Linked DNA regions of Mus musculus: region 2 is linked to region 1. The links are chromatin contacts, called in public Hi-C maps. All regions are on one chromosome and are shown on one strand. The core of a region is the stretch at or near the end of the contact, and the rest is flanking DNA. Distances in the headings are between cores, read along the strand shown.

Region 1 (6,776 bases), core at 2,451-4,950:
CTGTCCACCGGAGAGCTTGGTTGTCCATTTCCAGGCTCTCTCTACACACAGAACCCTGAAGATGGCAGCCTCTCCCAACTCCATCCCTGGTGGCCCCTGTCACTCACAGTTGCAACCAAAACCCCAGGCTGCTCCATTACCCAGAGGCATTTAGTTGATGTCATGTGCATGGTAAGTTGACTTACAGTGCAAAGGACATCTGTGTTTATCCCGTGCACGGCTTTCCTGAGGCAGAGAGGAGGAGGGAGAGGGAAGAAAGCGGGGAGTCAGTGGAGACGCCACCAAACCCCGACTGGGTTCAAGGCCAGCTCTGTGAATTCAGAGACGGTATTCATGCCCTCCCGAGGCCAGACTTCAGTGTCCAACGGCCTCGTTCACCCTCAGCCAGTTTCTTGTGTCATGCTAAGTTGTTGGTCTTTTCCCCTAAGCTTAATCAGAATACTGTTTAGGGTCAGTTGGTAAATATTTGGGGTAAAGGAAGACTGACTGCTCCCAGCCTCCTTACAGGTTCCAACATCCTCATGGGTTCCTATTAGACAACGAGATTGGTCTGTCCCTTCCTCATGACCACCCCCACCCGACTTGTAGGCAGCAGGCATGAGGTCCTAGGGGCCAACCTGTGCACTTCCTATCTGTCTTTCCCCCATTCTTACACTCTTCTCTCTATGGTTTTCAGTTTATGTGCTCCCCACTTTACAGCTGCAGAAGACCAATGTCATCCTGAGAGCTGAGGCTGGGCGGGTGCATGACTGCTCTTCAGAGCCCACGCAACCAAACGTGACCTCTTCAGTGTCAGCTCGGGGACAGGAAGGAGCCTCAGGGGGCTGTGACCTGACACCTCCTTCCACACGAGCGTCCCCAGACCCATCTCTGAGTCCCATATGGAGCCGAATGTCCATGCTCAGAGCTCAGATGAAAGACCATGACAGGCATAGATCCTGAGGCCACGGTCCCCTGGGGGATTTTTCCTAAAGGATAACTGATCTCATGGTCAAGAAAGTCTGAGCTGCAGGAGACTCTGAACTGAGCTGAACACCTGGCAGTGGGGTTCCATAGGCGCACCCACAAATACAGAGAGCTGCAGCAGTCAGTTATTCAGTGCTATGTCATGCCTGCAGGCCCAGCCTCCAGCTATGTGTGCACATGGGTATGCAATTGTGCATGTGTGTATGCAATTGTGTGTGTGCAATTGTACATGCACACATGCCTGCTCATGTGCGTATGCACACCTGTGTAGAATGTGTGTGTGTGTATGTGTGCGTGTATGTGTGTGTATGTGTATGTGTGTATGTGTGTGTATGTGTGTGTATATGTGTGTGTATGTGTGTGTATGTGTATGTGTGTGTATGTGTGTGTGTGTATGTGTGTGTATGTGTGTGTATGTGTGTGTGTGTGTGTGTGTGTGTGTGAGTGTGTGTGTAGTCTAAGTATCAACATCAGTGTCGTCTTCACATCTTATTGTTTGAGACAGGGTCTCTCATTGGCCTGGATCCACTGACTGGCTACATCGGCTGATCAGCAGAGATCCCCCTACCTCTGCCTCCCTCCCAAACAATGGGATTTCAAGCACACACAACCATGTTTGGTTTTTATAAACAGGTGCTGGGCTTGAACTCAGAGTCTCATGCTTATAAGTATTATAAGCAAGCACCTTATTGACTGGGCTACCCGCCTGGCCAGATTGCCTTTGGAAATAAGTATTACTATTTATTTAAACACGGCTGTATCCATGAGCTTGCTCATCACCTATGACCGTTTCTAGGCACTAACAGCAAAGGGTAAGGAACTGGTCCCGGCCCCAGGTGGCTCATGAAGCCAGACCTATTGCGGTTGGACTTCGGCAGAAATGGTTCGCTGAATCCTGACACAGGACCAGAGGGGAAAGGGCGTGGTGTGAAGTTAGAGTCATGAACCACTGCCCTGCTGCGCAGGTACTGTCTCCTCCAGAGCAGTGTTTGAAGACTGGGAAGGTCGCGGCTTCACAGTGGCAAGCCCTGTCTTATAGATGTCCCTCTGAAGGGAAGCATTTCCTCCTGGAGGTGGGAGAGAGGCTCACAGACTTGGGAGCAGAAACTCGGGAGCCCAGGAAAATTACAGGACTCGGGAGGCCCAGAGAGTTATGACCCAAAGCCCCTCCCGAAGGTTCCCCATGCAGTAACAATCTCCCGGCAGAGAGATCTCTGCAGGGAAGCTGCTCACAAGCTGGCAGGGCACTTCAGGAAGGCAGTGTGTGTGAATGAATTGTCACAGATGCTGGGGGTGGCTTTTCAGGGAGCAGCTGCCTGGAGTCACCTGGTCAGGTTGCCAGGCTGGACTCAGGTGGAATAACTTCCTTGGTCTGTGGTCTGTTTATGACACCAAAACCTAACAGATCCAGGCATGGTCAGGGAATCATAGTCAATGTCAGCATTGGGTGAAAATGAGGCAAAGGAAGTGACGGTGGGGTCTCGGCACTTCCCCTGGGGTCATCCTGCCCTGAACCCCCATCCTGCCTAGCCCTAAGGAAAGCCACAGAAGGAACCAGTGCAAGCGCCCTCTACAAAGACCAAAGAAGTCAGCTCTGAAGAGGGTCAACCCAGCACAGCCCCGGGAGACAGGACAACCAGCTGTCTCTGGCTGTCCTTTCCTGATGTAAAATTTAACAGAGGAAACTGGAGGCAGAGCATAGAAGTGTAGAGAGAATATCTTGAATGCATCACCTGTCAATTAAAAAGCCTATGGCAGGAAATAGAAGGTGGGACATCCAAGAAGCAGGAAGGATTCTGGGATAGAGCCAGGCAGGGAGATTTTCCCAGGAAGATGTGAGGAATCAGACGCATGGTACCTGAGCACAGGTAACCAGCCACATGGCAGAATGTAGGTTAAAATAAATGGGGTATTTTACACTAGAGTGAGTCAGAGAAGAGCCTGGCTATATGACCAAGGTACTTGTGAATATAGCTTGAATTTCAATCATTTCTGGAAGCATGGAGCTGGGAGGAAGAACCCAGGCCTAACTTTTACATGCAAGAACTTTCTAGACATCCGCCTCAGTCTTTATAAACCTCAAAAAGCTTGTTTAAGATGAAGTATAGAGATGGAAACAACAAGAATTGGGTTTCAGGGCTGGGGAGATGGCTCAGCGGTTAAGAGAACTGGCTGCTCTTCCAGGGGTCTTAGGTTTGGTTCCCAACACCCACGTGGCAGCTCACAACCACCAGTAACTCCAATCCCAAGGGCTCCAACTCAGCCACTGCAGGTATGCAACGCCGCACAGACCATGCATGCAAGCAAACCAATCATGCATATCAAAATAATTAATTTTTTATTTATTTCCTGAGTGGAGTGAGTCTCTCTCCACCCAATTGGGAAAGCCTGGATACATCAGTCAAGAAAGGCAGCTGGGGAGTCCCAGCCTCCCGGAAGCCACCTTGCCTCCCTCCGGGTCTGTGTCCCGTCAGCCCCAAGCCCTGCCTCTCTCTCCATGCAACTCAGAGACAGAAAGCCAAGACCATTCACGAGAATGACGACTCCATCACCTTCGCAGTGGTTCACAGAGGACAAAGTGCACCCCTGGGGCACCCTAGCCAGGCCTGGGCTGTGAATGGGCTCTGTGTTGCTGAAAGTTTATCCCTGCACTAGCCTCCCTCCCTCCTGTCTGCAGCGTCTCCGCCCGCCCCAGGCCTCAGCCAACTCCACTGGGGGCCTGGCAGCAGTCCCTACTGTTGCTGTTGAACCTCTGGACGTCTTATCAGATGGGCACAGAGCCTGGCATTGAATGATGGAGCCCTGGCTAATGACGTTGCCCGCCACTTGCTCCCCTTTGAACAAACCCAGAATTGTCACCTTCTGGACCTGGGTTGTTTGTGTGTGTGAATATGTACTCTGCAGGCACACAAAGGCTGGGGTGCTCTCACCCTCTGTGGCACGTGACTCCCAGCCTCACCACCAAAGAACCAATTCAATCTATCACAGAAAGTGCTCCAGCGACAGGGAAGAACAGCCATCAGGGTGCCCTGGTTCCCAGCTCAGGTGAGCAGGTTTGGGGTTCCAATGATGTCATGGCTCCTTGCAGTCTCCAATGATGTCATGGCTCCCTGCAGTCTTCACTGAGTACCAGACAGGAGAGAAAGAACTCTAGTTGGTCATGGCAGATCAACATCTGTACCTTGTATCCTTGGTCCTATCTTTCAGAGGAGGCTCTGAGAATCTGAGCAAATTTCCAAAGATTGTGAGGTTAGCTGGAGGTCAAACCAGACTGACAGCTTATACACACTTGCATGCATACACACGCGAATGCATGTACGCACGAACGATTGCAAGCCAGACACATGAAGGGTGGCAACCTGTAACTGTGATGGCTATTTTTTTTTTCAGCTTAATGGGCACCTGGTAGCTCTGGACTAAAGCTCTGGGTCCTTGTGCCTTTGAGTCCGGTAGCTGCAGCTCAGGAAAAAAGATGCCTGCCTCGTGGCTCAGTGCCTGACTTCCCTAGACCGGATACAGGAGGAGGACCTGAATGAGACTCCAGCAGCAAGCAGGAGTGAGTAGTGTTCAGATAAGTGATTCAGCCAACATCCATGCTCTGGGCAGAAGCTATGGAACTGTGCCTAAGAAGCAAAGCGTCCTCTCTCAGGCTAGGCCCTCCCAAGACCTCCTCCATCAGTGCACCACCGACCCGGCTCTGCTCCCCAGATGGAGCTGCAGGCCATGCGCTGCTTTCTATACGACTTTAGAAAACCAGACATGGTCTCCCTGCAGCTTTTCTGACTTCCCGGTGTCACCTGCTTGTCCCAGCCTGACACAAGTTACAGTTATCAGAGAAAAGGGGATCACAGCTAAGGAGATGCCTGTGTGATATTAGCCTGTGAACAAGTCTGAGGGCGTTTGCTTAATGAGTGATTGACATAAATGAGCCCAGTGCATTATGGGTGGAGCCATGCCTGGGCTGGTGGTCCTGGGTGCTATAAGAAAGCAGACTGAACAAGCCACATGTTAGCAACATTCCTCCATGGTCTCTGCTTCAGTCCCTGACTCCAGGTTGTATATTATATTTCTGCCCTGACTTCCCTGGGTGACAGACGACAAGCTGTAAGATGAAATAAACCATTTCCTCTCCAGTTTGCTTTTGACTATGTTGTTTTATCATGGCAATCAAAAACCTTCCTATGTTTCTGTCTTATCTAAAGATTCTCTTTTAAAATGTACATTTTAAAAAATTTTATGTGTATGAATATTTTCCATGCATGTATGTCTATAAACCACATGCATGTAGTGCCCACAGAGGCCAGAAGAAGGTGTAGGATCCCCTGGAAGTGATTGTGGATGGTCGTGAGCCACTATGTGCCTGCTGGGAATTAAACCCTGGTCCACCTGCAAGAGCAACTTAACTAGTGAGCTATCTATCCCTCCAGCCCTCTATCGACATTTTAGGAGCTGGGGAGGTGGCTCAGCAGATAAGATGCTTGCCACAGAAGTGTAAGGAGCTGTGTTCAATCCCTAGAGCTCATGCAAAAATGTTGGGTGTGGTGGCACATGCTTTTAATCCTATCGGAGGAAAGGCAGAGACAAGTTGACCCCTGGGGCTTGTTGGCCAGTCAGCGTAGTTGAATCCATAAGCTTCCAGTTCTGGTGAGAGATCCTGTGTCAAAACACAAGATAGACAGCTCCCGGAGAATAATATCCCAGGTCAGTCTTGAGCCTACACACACACCTACACAACCTGAATTTTTGGAAGGGCAATTGAACCTGGTCCATTGCCCAAGCTGTTTTAGTGATGGAGTGTTAGGGATTGGTTCTAATGCTATCTCAATTAAATTTGGCTCCCAAAAAACTGTGTTCCCAGATGCTGAGGGTCTCCCCCCCCCCCAACCCCGGGATTTGATTGGCAATAAAGAATTGCTGTATAGCCAATGGCTGGGCAGGTAGACTGAGGCAGGGCCTGTGGAGTTGCGAGGGCTAGGAACGGGAAAGAGAGGGAGAGATAACTATGGCAGGGAAAAAGTAAGACCAGATCTAAAGGTGAGACTCAGGGACTGTGGCCACATGGGCCACTTCCTCAGTTGTGTTTGGGTTAGCAGAGGCGAAATATAGATTTTAAAAGATCCTAACTCAGAAGTACCGGAGAGACGTGTTTGCTGACAGTGGGAAGGATTAGAACTGCCCAGCCTTTGAGCTAGTCAAGGCATATTCATATTAACTGGTGTGTGTATGTGTGTGCGTGTGTGTTTCATTTGCGAATCCAGATAGCTCCTGAGCAGGTGGGCCCCTTCCACCCTCTCCTAGCCAAAGCAGTTTAGCCCATTACTGCTACAATGTAGCCTTTGGTTTGCTGGGGGCATGTAGAAGGAAACACTAGCTTAGCAGCATCTCACTTATAAGGATACTGTGCAAACACAATGGGGGGCAGTCCCATTACCCCTGAGCTTCCTGTACACCCACTCCCGGTCCACCAAGATAACTCCTGATCTATCTGTCACCTTGCACAGTATCGCCTACCCTTGAATTTGAACAGACTCAGAGACCCCTGGGTGCTTCTGCTCCTAAGATGCCTTTGAGTTTCTACGGGGTGTTTTTGGTAGAAATTTTCAGAAAAAATTTGTACATTCAAATGATAAAATAATAAACCAAATATTCATGTCCTAGACCACTGGGGTTTAACAAGAGCGAGAGTGTGGAAGCCGCTTCCTGTAGTGGCTCATCGTGGTTGTCAACCTGACACATCTGGGAAGAGGGAACCTCAAATGAGGGGTTGCCTCCATCAGATTGGCCTGGGGGCATTTTTATGACTGCTAATT
Region 2 (6,776 bases), core at 2,386-4,885, 230 kb before region 1:
ACCCGATTTTTTTTTTTTTTAATTTGTTGTGTTTCTACAATCGATTGTTTGGTTATCGGCACTGCCCGTTTCCTGATGCTCATTTCTGTTTCGACACAAATCAGTCTCGTTTCCTTTTGGAATAAGGATCAGGCTGGGAAGTGGACCCAGAACCGTGAGTTTTCCCTCTGTTCCCTCCAGCCCCGAGCTCCTGAGCCCCGCTTCAGCTCTGGGGTGACTCTCCCCAGCCTCCTGGCTCTCCTGGGCCAGTGCAGGCAGCCTGAGCTCTGCTCTCCCCATTTAGGAAGGAGATTCTAGAATTTCTACACAAACATCACATAGGAAGGGGAGGGAGGGACTTCCATTTTCATTTTAAGGCTCTAAAAGAAGGGGAAAGTAAACAGGGTGGGCTGTTTTATCTCAGGGGTTCATGGGGAGTCCCTACTGAATTTACCAAATAAAATGAATTTCAAAATTTTCATTTTCTCATTTTATTCCGGCAGAAAATGAGTTTGCCTTTATAATATCCAGAGCTTTCAAACTCTATTGAGTGAGAAATTAAGTTACAGAAAGTAAATACTCTGGTCTCTCCACACGCCCGAAACGAGACAGCCTGTCACTGTAACATGATAGCAAGCCCGGCTTTGGGGTCCAGGATCACTTATTATTTTTTTTTATGATGTATAATAATGAGAAACAAGACCCAGTTAAAATGTTCCTCTTTTAGAATGGTTGAAGTGTGATACAAAATAAATTTGATTGTAATTTTAATTTGTAAACCTAAGTTGCCAATTAAAAAAAAATCTTCCCAATGTCTTAAAACACGGAAAAAATGTAAAGAAAACAAAAATGAATGTTCTTGGCCACGGGAAATTCTATCTTTATATAGAAACACACATGTAAGGCAGGCGCTCTGGTAACGGGAGTGCTTTGCCTTTCGTTACAAAGAGAAAGCAATATTTGAACTGCAGAACGAGCGGACACAAGGAAGAAGGGTGGCTGGCTATTTGCATAGGAAAATCCAGAGACCGACACTAGGCAGATGTGGGCTTGGACTGTGATTGTATTTATAACAAAAGCTACATAAATGTAAGAAAAAAAGAGAGAAAGTTATTTTGCTTAAGTGCCTGGAAAAAAATTGGAATAATATTTGGGTTACTCCTGTCTTGTGCTTTGTGTTCTGGAAACCCGTGGGGTCCAGGAAGGATTAGAGAACTCCACTGGGGACTTGGGGAGACAGCCGAGCCTTAAAGAGTGCTTGCTGCTCTTCCAGGGGACCCAAGCCGGTTCCCAGCATTCACATAGGGTGGCTCATACTCTCTGTAGCTCCAGTTTCAGGTGATCCAGTGCCTCTACCTCCACGGGCACACATTCATACATGCGTGCATGTGTGTACGCTCACACACACACACACACACACACACACCCCAAATATTTGTTTTTAAAGCACTTTACCTAAATCGGAAGTGTGTGTATTGTGTATTTGTGCATGTGCATATGTATGTGTGCATGTGTGTGTGCACATGTGCGTGGGAGAGACTGCATGTGTGCATTGAATATGTGTGTGTTTGGTGTGCTTGTGTGTATGTGAGTGTCTCACACCCGTAACCTCAGGAGGTATACAGAGGGGTAAATGGAAGGGAAGATAACTTTTACCTCAGAAATTCTCTGTTAACACAAAACTCTTAAATGATAAAAAAAAAAAGCATATATATATATATATTAAAGGTAGGTCGACGGGGGATAGATCAGCGTGCCAATACAGAGAGGCAGGCGACCGTTTCTCTGTGATTCCCACCAATCCATATTCCTTTCTTCACTCTGGACCCTTGAACAGAAAGCAACCTTCTTGGGGACGTCTGGCTGCTGCCCAGTAGATGGTGCTGTGACTTCTAGAGATAGGAGGGTGGAGTGGGGGTGGGGAGGGCAGGACAGTGAGGTCTGCCACAAGCCCATCTCTGCGAACTTCCACGGAAAGAGGAGACTCCTCTATGAGGCCTCTGCAAGGTGCCACCTATCAAAGACTATTTAAAGTAGTTAGGCCAAATGTCTGTCACCAAATGTCCGATCCTTAGGAAAGGACCTAGGGGGTAGAGAGAGAGAGGTGTGGGGCACTTAGGAGACACTTAATATCTCAGAATTAAGGTGCCTGACCACACACTCTCTGCCCTCATGGTCACCACGGAGACCGAGTGCCCGCAGAGTTGAATTGACAGGTGTCAGTCACGATGGGCACCTAGTCTCGGAGGATGGCGGGGAGAGTCTGGGCCGGAGCTACTCCCTGTGTCTTCCCATTGGCACCTGTCAGACACTGGCTGCTCTTGGCTTTAGCTCTCTCCTGTCACTGTCTCCTGGTCAGGAAGAATTTTTCACCTTCTTCCTCAAGTGAACATTTTTCTACCCGTCTCCCTAAGAATGTGGTCCCGTGATTTGTCGCACTGAGTGTTTAATCTACAGACATTTTCAGATGACCTTGATGGACAGCATGGCTCATTAATTTCTTTTAGGCAACCATTAGCTGAGCTGTTTCTAATCTAGAAGGCAGCCTGAGTGTCGGCAAAATATCTCAGACAATCTGGGATTCCACAAAAGCAGCAAAAAGATTTATTTCCTTCTCTGAGAATGGGGCTCTTTCTTCTTGGGGATGAGCGAGAGGAGGCTTCTCTGGGCTCCACACTCGACGGTAAAGACAGAACGGCGGAGGGAGAAGCGTGACTTCATCTGGTCTGGTAGCAATTAATCTCATATCGTTTCTTGAAGTTTTAATTGATTGACACACCAGCTTTTATGCTTGTATGTGTTTACAAATTGTACGAGTTAGTTACCTTCCGTTCACAGCAAGGGTTCATGTATTAATAAAATGATTGTGCAAAAAAAAAAGAAAGAAGAAAAGAAAGAAAGAAAGAAAGAAAGAAAGAAAGAAAGAAAGAAAGAAAGAAAGAAAGAAAGAAACCACCAGCTGTTTAAATAAATTCTGTTCTGGTTTAAAGATTCTGCCCTTTGGGAGAAAGTCATTCTGAGTTGAGCGGCAGACACCAGCGAACAGTTACCATGTAAATAAATCTTCCTGTAACTTAGCGCTATTTTTCTTGTGCAAGATACTAACACATTAGAAAATAAACTTTGTGTGTTGGGCCCTGTTTGTATGGAGCAAGCTTCTGTAAGATGATCCGGAGAAAATGTGAACCAACCCCCGTGTGTGTTGGCTTCTTAGCTATTTGATATGTAGAAAGCTCTAGAGAATAAAAGGGGGCAGCTCTGGCAAGAGCCATTCACATTTCCGCTGTCGCACGGAGGAGCTGTTATCAGAGCGAGGGCTGACGCACAGAAAGAGCCGGTCACCTGGCACGTTGGCTTAGGGGATAATTTAATTACCCACCAATTAGTGTTAACTTGCATTTCTGCCCAGGCCGGCCTTCTCGAAGTCTTGTTTATTTCTAGAAATCAGGATGGTGACAGCTGTAATAGGCCATTCAGCAGCAAACATTTTCTCATTTAATTGAAAATATTTTAGCTTTCAGGGACCAAGCAAAGCAGGACTTTCAGGGTTGATGTGCAGAACTCCTGGCTGGAGGGGAGTAGGGGGGGGGGGAGTGTTAAATAGAGAACTCCCCAGCCTGCCCGGCTGTGCCTGGCCACTTCCCTTTGCCTGGCAAGTTGGTGGGTTTTCACGGTTGGTGCGGCCACCCCACCCCTTTGGAGATTTTTTTTTCCTCCCGGTGAAGGGGAGAATGCAGACTCAGTTCCCCCTCTACATGTGGGAGTGACTAAGCATCTTGGGAGGCCCGAGTCGCTGGCAGGCATCAGCTGCATCTGTCACCAATAGCGTCAGCAATAGCGTGCTGGTTCAGAGACTGCATCTTATGTTTGTAAACTTCTCAATTTTTGTTTTCCGAGAAAGGCATGATTGATCTCTAGGCATAAAGGTGGGGAGATGCTCTCTGGTCCTCCCTGACAGCTGAAGGCAATCAGGGCCCATCTTTGGTGCCGTGTTTTAGTTAAAAGGTAAAAAGAAACGCAGACCCTCAGACCAGGAGACTCTGGAGGTATGCAGCCTTCACCCCAGGACCCCCACCTCTGTTGCTTCAGGGGAAGTTGGTCCTGAAGGATCCCAGGAGTCTCACCTTGCCCCTCTGCATATCCCTGCCTACCATCGTGTGGTTCTTTTGGAAGGAGACAGGAAACCCTGGATTGACATTTAGGGATCAGCTAACACGTCTGAACTGGGTGTGAGGAGGAAGTCTCCACGTTCCTTTGTGCAAACGAGCTTCACAGATCAAACCCGCCAGGCTCTTGTGCAAACTCTTCTGCACTTCAGGAGAGTGAGCCTTGGGAGGCAAAGCCCTTCCCAGCTAGCTGCATGCCCTTCAGGAGCAGGGTAGTTCAGATCTCTCCTGCCGCCGTGGCTCTGTCTGGGGATATAACTTGGCCGGTAGGGGCAGTGGTTCCACAGTGTGGAGGAAGGCTTCCTGCATCTCACCCATCTCCCTGCTGCTGTTCTGTATGATGCTCTCCCTTCATCCCCTTGCCCACTCGGTGTCCTGGACCTCGCTTTCGTGTTTGTACAACATTGGTAGCCGACTCTCCCTTAACTGGAGCCCAGGCCTGTGGTGCATAAACGCCCCAGGCTTTCTGGAACCCCCCAGCCATGCTTGCAGCCACTCTGCAAACTCCACCACACTGAAGGCAAACCAGTGGTCGTTCCAAACTCACCTGGTGGCGTCTCCCAATGAGTCAAGATGGAGAACAATGCCAATAACCTCTCTGGACACTTAAAGAAACTTAACACGCCCTGAGGGCTAAGCCAGGGAGAACTGGTAGCTTGGGTTCAGGACAGTACTTTTAAAATACTTTTTAAACTTCCCTTTTTGAGAAAGAATCTCATGTAGCCCAGGCTAGCCTTGAACTCTCGATGTAGCTGAGGATGACCTTGAAGTTCTGATCTTCCTGTTTCTACTTCCTGAGGGTGGGGATGGCAGATACCAGGGGATGGAACCTAGGGGTTCCTGCATGGTAGACAAGCACCCTATCGGCTGAGCTAGACCCCCACCCCCTAGCCCACACGTTCTTAACAGGCTTCACTAGGTAGCATTTTATGGGGTGACCAGCTGAGTGGATGAACTTGGAAGCAGAGCCAGGCTGTGTAGGGAGCGAAGGTGCCAGAGAGAGTGGCTTTGGGTTCATGTTGGGTTCCGTTTCTTGTTTAGTGAGTTTCTTGCATGTTTAGCCCTTTGGCTGTTTTCTTCTGCATAAACTTCAGTTTACATTTTGCTTTCTAGAGCTTTGCACTTGGGTCAAAAGGGCCTGGTTGGCAGGGCGCACCCAGTAAAGGTCTTGCTATGGCCCCTGATCTCTGGAAGAAGCACTGAAGAACTATCTGCCCCACCTCTCAGATGCCACCTAGCTGGGTGTTCCCGGGGCGTTTCTCAGACTTGCTGGGTCCTGCTTTTCTATGGCTTGTAGGAGGAGGGAGTCAAGCAATCGCTAAACAAATGTCCCTAAGGTGCTAGAGACCAGGGAGGTGTGTTCTCTCACCTGAGTGGCTACCACCACCCCAAGTTAGGCATGTGGGGTCTTAGACCCCCCAAACCCAGATACAGAAGTCTGAGGACTTCTGGAGATATACCCCCACTCACAGAGATGAAGGCCAACAGGAAGCTACAAAAAACAGCTCCAATGCCGAAGACCTCCAGGGAGACAGTCGCCCCACAGCCTGCTTTCCTGTGAGCCTCGAACCCACTGGGACACAGGGGCTGAGACCTGCGCAGGTGCCGGCGTCGACTGTCCTCTGGGAGCTTTGTCCAGTGTGTGTGTGTGTGTGTGTGTGTGTGTGTGTGTGTGTGTGTGTGTGTGTGGTGGGGTGTGGCCTGGGATACACTGCAGAGCCAGCTAGAGCCTCAGGCAGTGTAGCCCAGGTTCCCTGCTTACTCCATCCTTGCATTCCTGGGTCTGGGAGGAGGGTCAGGGCTTTGAAGCTGAAGGGATAGCAAGGCATGGAAGGCTGGCTGTGGGTCACAATGGGGGCAGTGTGGTTAGGGTGGGAGCCAGTGTAGTGGGAAGTCAACAGGTGAAAGCTACCCCTGATGAGCTCTGTATGTCATCAGTCCTCCACAGGCTCCTGTGTTCGAATACCCGGGCCTCTGCTGGTTGGTACCATTTTGGGAAATAACAGAACCTTTAGGGCCAGAGGCATGCCTGGCAGAGGTGGGCCACTGCAGGTGGGTCTTTGAGGGCCATAACCCCACCCTGCTTCTTTCCTGGGGTCTCTACTTCCTGTCTGCTATGTTAGAGGGCTCCACAACCATTGGCCAAGCCCCTCCACCCTCTCCTGCCCTGACGGACTGCTCCCTCTGACCCATGGGCCTGAGTCTCCTATACAGTGCTTCTGTTGGATATTTGGTCGCAACAATGTAAAACATATAAACCAGGATCAGGAGACACACACAGGGAGTAGCTTGTGGGCAGCCAGCAGGGCCCGGAGCCTGTGGGACAGACTTGAGGGTCATTCGGCCCTCTCTGGTTGGACGATGAGGAAACGCCACCACCTCAGACGAGACAGTGCTTCCGATGAGATGTTGGGCTCTCAGTGCTTTGAATACTTCAGTCTTTGCCCCACTAGGAATGAAACTGAGGGAGATGTTTACAGATTAGAGATGCACAGGCATCAGCACCGTGGTCCACTGCTCCGCATCAGATGAGTGGCTTCTCTTGAGTCACTCCATACACAGGGAAACCATGGCTGCTGGGTTGTTTGAGCACCATGGCCATGCTAAACTTCCGGGTGGGGTTTATCCTGC

What was found. A called contact is a pair of places that touch in the nucleus more often than the background predicts.
Region 2: a contact with region 1 is called in a Hi-C map of the N1E-115 cell line, with 13 times the contacts expected there. The contact joins two enhancer-like sites. A contact is called at or near these places in 2 of 484 Hi-C or Micro-C datasets (the N1E-115 cell line and embryonic fibroblasts), 4 of 115 datasets of contacts at active chromatin or transcription factors (cardiomyocytes, craniofacial prominence, embryonic basal ganglia and 1 more) and 1 of 9 other capture datasets (embryonic tail).

The regions. Positions count from the first base shown.
Region 1 is chr8:121,161,230-121,168,005 of GRCm38.p6, reverse strand. It overlaps Gm33633 (a long non-coding RNA gene), which reads left to right. Exons shown (of 2, transcript XR_388119.3): 1 at 1-171; 2 at 677-1,090. Among named protein-coding and RNA genes, the nearest start is that of Gm33633, 3.6 kb to the left of the region's middle. Within about 2 kb of position 3,700, at least 11 of the 459 cell types and tissues checked have an H3K27ac peak or open chromatin away from gene starts, as enhancers often do. A contact at or near this core is called in the N1E-115 cell line, where this site is marked.
Region 2 is chr8:121,388,415-121,395,190 of GRCm38.p6, reverse strand. No RefSeq gene overlaps it. Among named protein-coding and RNA genes, the nearest start is that of Gm26747, 27 kb to the left of the region's middle. Within about 2 kb of position 3,635, at least 45 of the 459 cell types and tissues checked have an H3K27ac peak or open chromatin away from gene starts, as enhancers often do. A contact at or near this core is called in the N1E-115 cell line, where this site is marked.